Regions from separate parts of the Sus scrofa genome. Here region 2 is linked to region 1. The links are chromatin contacts, called in public HiChIP or PLAC-seq maps. All regions are on one chromosome and are shown on one strand. Each heading gives the region's core, a stretch centred on a gene start, on an enhancer-like site or on the middle of the called end of the contact. The rest is flanking DNA. Distances are from core to core; before and after follow the strand shown. Region 1 overlaps SLC14A2 (urea transporter 2). Region 2 overlaps SLC14A2 (urea transporter 2).

What was found. HiChIP or PLAC-seq counts read pairs in DNA pulled down with a chosen protein or histone mark.
Region 2: an H3K27ac HiChIP or PLAC-seq map of skeletal muscle shows a contact between it and region 1, with 3 times the contacts expected there. The contact joins two enhancer-like sites. A contact is called at or near these places in 1 of 47 Hi-C or Micro-C datasets (alveolar macrophages) and 1 of 2 datasets of contacts at active chromatin or transcription factors (skeletal muscle).

What each region holds. Positions count from the first base shown.
Region 1 is chr1:95,085,444-95,088,321 of Sscrofa11.1, reverse strand. All of the region lies in intron 2 of SLC14A2 (urea transporter 2), which reads right to left. Among named protein-coding and RNA genes, the nearest start is that of SLC14A2, 250 kb to the right of the region's middle. Within about 2 kb of position 1,596, at least 15 of the 83 cell types and tissues checked have an H3K27ac peak or open chromatin away from gene starts, as enhancers often do. A contact at or near this core is called in skeletal muscle, where this site is marked.
Region 2 is chr1:95,252,920-95,255,869 of Sscrofa11.1, reverse strand. All of the region lies in intron 3 of SLC14A2 (urea transporter 2), which reads right to left. Among named protein-coding and RNA genes, the nearest start is that of SLC14A1, 100 kb to the left of the region's middle. Within about 2 kb of position 1,394, at least 19 of the 83 cell types and tissues checked have an H3K27ac peak or open chromatin away from gene starts, as enhancers often do. A contact at or near this core is called in skeletal muscle, where this site is marked.

The sequences.
Region 1 (2,878 bases), core at 347-2,846:
CTTTCAGAATAGGTTATCATTGCTCTTTGACTAGTTTATTGATGACCCATGATTCTTAAAATCTCTGACAGAAAAGGAGTTTAGAAGTAATCTAATCCAAATCTCTCTATTGAATTGATATGCCAAGAAACTTAAACAAAAATCATTTATTGGCATGTAATTGTGGATGTAGTGAAATATCTCTAAGATGATAATATGAATATAAATAGGAGGGAGGAGTTTATTGCTCTGAATTTGATGTCTGTTTATTTTTCAATTTAACTTTTAGACCCATTTTGGAACTTATTTTTCTCAACCTTTCTTCCTTTCCTTTCCATAATCCATATCCTATCCATTCTTCAAATCCTAATTTGATCCTAAATTTTTTCATGGAATTTTCCTAATGGTTAGTTATTTTTCCTTCCCCTGAACTACTATTTTGTTTTTAACTGAACTTCTGTTTAGCTTAGTCTCTCACTATGACACTTGCTGGATTGCTTTCTAACCCTTTCATCCTTCCAAACTGATCACATGATGAACATAGAAAGTGTATCTTCAATTTCTTTCTTCCCCCAAAGCCCCTCATTTGGGGATTGTCTTAGGTACTTTCAGGACCCTCCTCATGTTCCTTGGACCTTCAGTGGGCTTCAGCTAACTTACAGCTGCTAATATTTGCATTTCTGTGCCTTCTTCCATCCTCCGTAGAGGAAATATTGCTCTATGAATATATGGCAAGGCAGAGTTTCGAAGAGTTACACCCCCTGGCACTAGCCCTCAAATCAATGACTCTTGGGGAACTGGTGTATAAACACCTCAGCTCTCTCACTCCTTGAAATGGTCCCAAGCCATGTGTTTTGCACCATTTCCCAGAGTTTTCTCAAGAGTTAGGCTTCAGTGGTGCACAGCCGTAGCTGGCTAAATAAATGATGTTGCCACGATTCACTGCCTTTTCTTCCCCATATTACTTGCCTGGATTCTCTCGGGTGTTACCTGTGATCCCCATTTAAACTGTTTGCACTCACATCGCTACCTCAGAGTCTGCTTCTGGGGGAACTCAAAAACAGGCATAGAGGATAGAGTCAGTATTGATTTGTTAATTGGCTGATTAACTGACTATCAGAATGTTACCTTTTGGGTATAGGGATTGTGTCTTCTCTACTCAGAGGTCATGAGGCCATTGTCCCTAGTGGTCCTCATTCAATCCTAGTTGAATGGAACAATGATGATGAGCAAGGGTCTCATCTAGGTTCATCTAGTTCTGTCCACCATTCTGTATTTGTGATCTATTACTGACTTTGGTAAGTAGCAAAGAGCCAAGGGGAATTATGTCAAACGCTATGAGCTCTCTCCCATCCCTGCTGCTACCAGCTGCAAATAATTCTCACATTGTATTGTCTTTACACTGATTACCTCCTGACAAGGCCAAGAAGAAATCTTGACCCTTGGTTACAACTAAACCAAAGGCTCCTTCCCTTTGGAAGCTGAAAGAATGAGAAAATACATAACAGCAAGATATTTCCTAACAGGGCCATGTCAACTTTGTAGATAAATAAAATATCAGAGACCAAATGAGGCTAGATCAGCAGTTTGGACCTCTCCCCAAGCAAGCAAAAATGTGATGTCTGACTCTAACTTGGACTGACTTCCAACTTTGTGATTCACAGCTGCAGCCAAGCAGAGCACATCCAATAATGCTCTTTGTTTTCCACTTAGAAAAAAAAATAAGGGGGCTGAGGAAATATATAAATGGCTCATAGGAGAAGGGGGCTTTAGCAGACAGTCAGTCTGACCATAGCGAGACAGGCAGATGGTTTGTGGGACCAACGCCAGCTGGGTGTTTCCATAAGTGATCGCATATCTCCTTTCTGTGCCCGCACCCAGCTTGATTAAGAGGTCAGAAGCAGGCTGCCACAGCACGAGGCCTGAGAGTGCATGATATACAGCCAACCTGTCGGTCGCCTAGAAACAGCTCTGTAAAGGGGCCCAAAGACAAATCAATTTATAAAGCCCACAAGTTTGGGCCCAGCAGTGCTGGCTGTTATTAGACATGAAGTTTGATTCTTTGAGTTTGCTTTCTCAAATGCCACTCAGCCCCTTTAACTTGGACCTCACATCACTTCCTTTCCATTTTTTTTTTTTTGGCCATACCCACAGCATGTGGAAGTTCCCCAGCCAGGAACCAAACCAGCACCACAGCAGCAATTCAAGCCAAAACAGTGACAAGGCCAGATCCTTAACCCACTGAGCCACCAGTGAACTCTGGTATGGTCATATCTTTTGATAAGTGACAATACCCCTCATGTAGGATTCTGGGAAGTGAGTAGGGGTGGAGGCAGAAGGCAGGAGAAGACAGGGTTCAAGAAAAACTAGGCAAGGTCTGGTTCACCTTCTTCACTGCTGAGCACTTTACTGTGTGCCCAGCACTGTGGGGAATGTGGGAAAAGGAGACCACAAGGTTTATGCAACCCATAGATGCAAAGAGTTGAAATGAGAGGAACTGACAATGTGGATTTTTACAGCATAAGTGAGGTGCTCAGGAAAAGACTTCAGAGAGGAGTGGCATGAGGGACATGAAGCAGGTGGGACCACAGTGATAAGGAGGCAGGATTTTCTGAGATGTCCCAATCATCTGAGCAAACTTAGGAAAGTCTCTTAACTTGAATACACCTTGTTAAGTTTTAACCTTACTTTTAAGATGGAACAGGCATTTCCAAATAAAGGTCTCGGGGAACAAAGGCTGAGCATAATAGTCTAGGACCAATGAGGACTGGTCTGACTGCCGCGGGTCTTGGGAGTTTGTTCATTGATTTGTGAGGAATCCCATTTTCCAGTGATTTTGTGGCAGACCTGAGAGGCCCTTGGGATGGTTGCCTGCTGGCCATACCTTCCTCTGCTTATG
Region 2 (2,950 bases), core at 145-2,644, 170 kb before region 1:
CTTGGCTGAGCAGGCAAGTGGGAGGCGAAGACGCCAGGCCAAGGAAACGCCTGCAAAAAATACACACCTGGTTTGTGCCAGAAGATCCCAGGGGTAGACCTGCTGGAGTAGGGGTCAGCTGGCAAGACAAAGTGAAGCTGTGTGTCAGAAGCCATACTGTGAAGAGTTCTCGGTGGTAAATTTGGACCCTAGTTCTCCCAACATTAGCAAAGATGGCTCCCACTGTATTGCTCTCATTTTGAAATTCTCCTTCTGGCTCTTTTCTCTAAAAGGCTGTCTGTTTCTGGCACCCATGCAAGAACATGCCCAGTGGGGAGAGGCTGCACCCTCCCTGGCACACGCTTGCACATTTGAGAGGAAAGGGCCTGAAATTAAGGGGTTTCTGGAGTTTTTGGTGTGCATCAGTATGTAGCTGTCCCTCCCTGTGGCCTGTCGGGTTTAAGTCTGAAGGAGACCTTGTCCTGGGGCTGAATCTAAAGTAGTCTCATGTATGTCATCTTGCACCCACCTGAGTTAGGAGGTTGCTGAAGTTCTGGAGAAGGAAACATGATTAAGTTTTCCAAAATTTGTGTTGCATTGATACATTTTGCCCAAGGCTTTGCAATTATGGGAATTTGTGATTATGGGAAAGGAGAATTTCCATAAGTCTCTACAGTCTCAAGATTGAAAGGGATATCCTTTGCCTCTCTCAAACATTTTGTAGTGCCTCCGACTGTTGGCTGCAGTCCCATGACCCCATGAGGCAGGCTGTTCTCACTGTGAACAGCTCTGATTACTGGAAACCCTTGGGTCCGGAGAGCTGACATCAAGCCTCTGGGTTTTACCCATCACTGGTTCCAGTTCTGTCATCCTGTTGGCACAGGACACACCCCCCCCATCACACATGAGAACACTGCAGAGATTAACTCTAAGCCTTCCTTTCTCTACGCTGGACCTCTTGAGCATCCCTCGACTTGGCTCACCAGACAAGATCTCCAGACTCTCTGCCATCTTGCCACTGGATCACAGAGACAGCAGAATAAAAGGCAGGGACCTTGCTCTGAAAGGACCTCGCTGAGCTGGCTGAGTCCCTGCACCAGGGGCTCTGCTGATCTCTGAACCGCGTGGCCAGCTGCTGAAAGGTTGAAATCAGCTGCGCATGGCTGAGTGGATGCTGGAATAGGGACAGAATAGGCCTGTGGGCTGGATCCCCACGGAGGTCAGGGAGGGATAAGGCTGAGAGAGAGTCTTGGTCACTAGACAGATAGGCAGGGGAAAAGAGGAAGGGGCCTGGCCAGCCATTGGGCCAAGGTGAGAGGTGCCTTTCTCAGGGCCAGTTGTGTAAGAGGCTGGCTGAGAGCTGCCTCTTGTTAGGGGTGGCTCAGAGCTTTTCTTGGCAGCTCCAGCCCAGTGAGTCTAATGTGGGCTGAGCAGAGCCTGACTCACTGGGGCCAGAGGGTCAAGCTGGGAGGGACTGGGGCAGCATGGGTCCTCTGAGCCATGCACAGACTCTGGGGTTGCACAGTTGGTGCCTATCTTGCTGGCTCTCCTGCAGGACCAGGGCTGGGAATCTAACCAGGGCCCTCAGCTGAAAGGCTCAGGAGCCTATGTGGGATGAGAGTAAGAGGCTGGACCTTTGATCTCTCCCTTAGACTTTCTTTCTTTCCTTCTTTCTTTTTCTTTCTTTCTTTCTTTCTTTCTCTTTCTTTCTTTCTTTCTTTCTTTCTTTCTTTCTTTCTTTCTTTCTTTCTTTCTTTCTTTCTTTCTTTCTTCTTTCTTTTTTCCTTCGCTTTTTTAGGGCCGCACCTGAGGCATATGGAGGTTCCCAGGCCAGGAGTAGAATTAGAGCTGTAGCTGCTGGCCTATGCCACAGCACAACAATGCTTCCTCAGATTTTCACCTGTGTTTGGAAGGATATTCAGAGGGGTGCCCACGCCCTTCTCGGCGGACACTTCTCAAGTGGTCTGACCCTTCCCCAGGCTGGGTACTGGCCCCTGTCTCACCATCCCAACAGCAGCCATTACTGGGCCACCATACTTCTGCTTGAGGGCCCCAACCTACATTAGTCTGCTCTCTGCCACTGGGCCAGGCCCTCCCCTGTCCAGGCCGGCCCCCTAGTCCTCTCCATGTCACCACTGGTGATGGATGAGTCATCTTCAAACACTGCTTGGTCATGCCATGGCCCCAAAAGCTTCTGAGGTGCTCTGCACCTGTCTTGCCACCTCCAGGCATGACCCGTGGGGCTCAGGTGGCACAGGGGAGCTCGCTGCTCTGGGGGTGAAATGTTTTTGGAGGGAAATAGTTGTATATTTAAGCAAATATGGCATATTACAAAGTAGAGTGCACACTTTCTTATTTTCAAACATTTTGAGTCTGTAGGTGGCTGCTTCAGGTGTGTCTTCAAACCACCTGGGGACAATGTGTGGGTCAGTTGGGGCTACTTGAGGGAAAAGTTAAGCAGCCTCAAAAGTGGCAACTGTCCTCGCTCTGCTGTGGTTCTGCCTCTGGGCTGGGCCCCTGTGCCTGAGCTGATTTCTAGCTTCTCCGTCCACAGCACTTGTCCTTTTCCTGTGCAGGAGGCCTCCTCAGGCTTGATTCTCTTCAAGTGTGTTGTTCTCCATTGTCCACCTGGATCCTGTCCCCAACCCACCCCCATTGTTACCATGGTGACTTCCTGATCACCCACAGGTGTTCTGACCTTGCCTTTGACCTGTGGGGGTTGGTATCTGTTTCACAGTGTAACAGCCACACACCTACACACACCCTACATGCACACTCTCATCCACACATGCAGTCATGTGCACACACACACACACTCACGCATTCACACATACACACTCATACACTCACAGGATACTCTGCACATGCACTCATGTACATGCACATACACCCACACACTCTCACATATATCTCGTGCACACATACACACAAATACACACTTATACTCACTCACACACAAGTATACACAGGC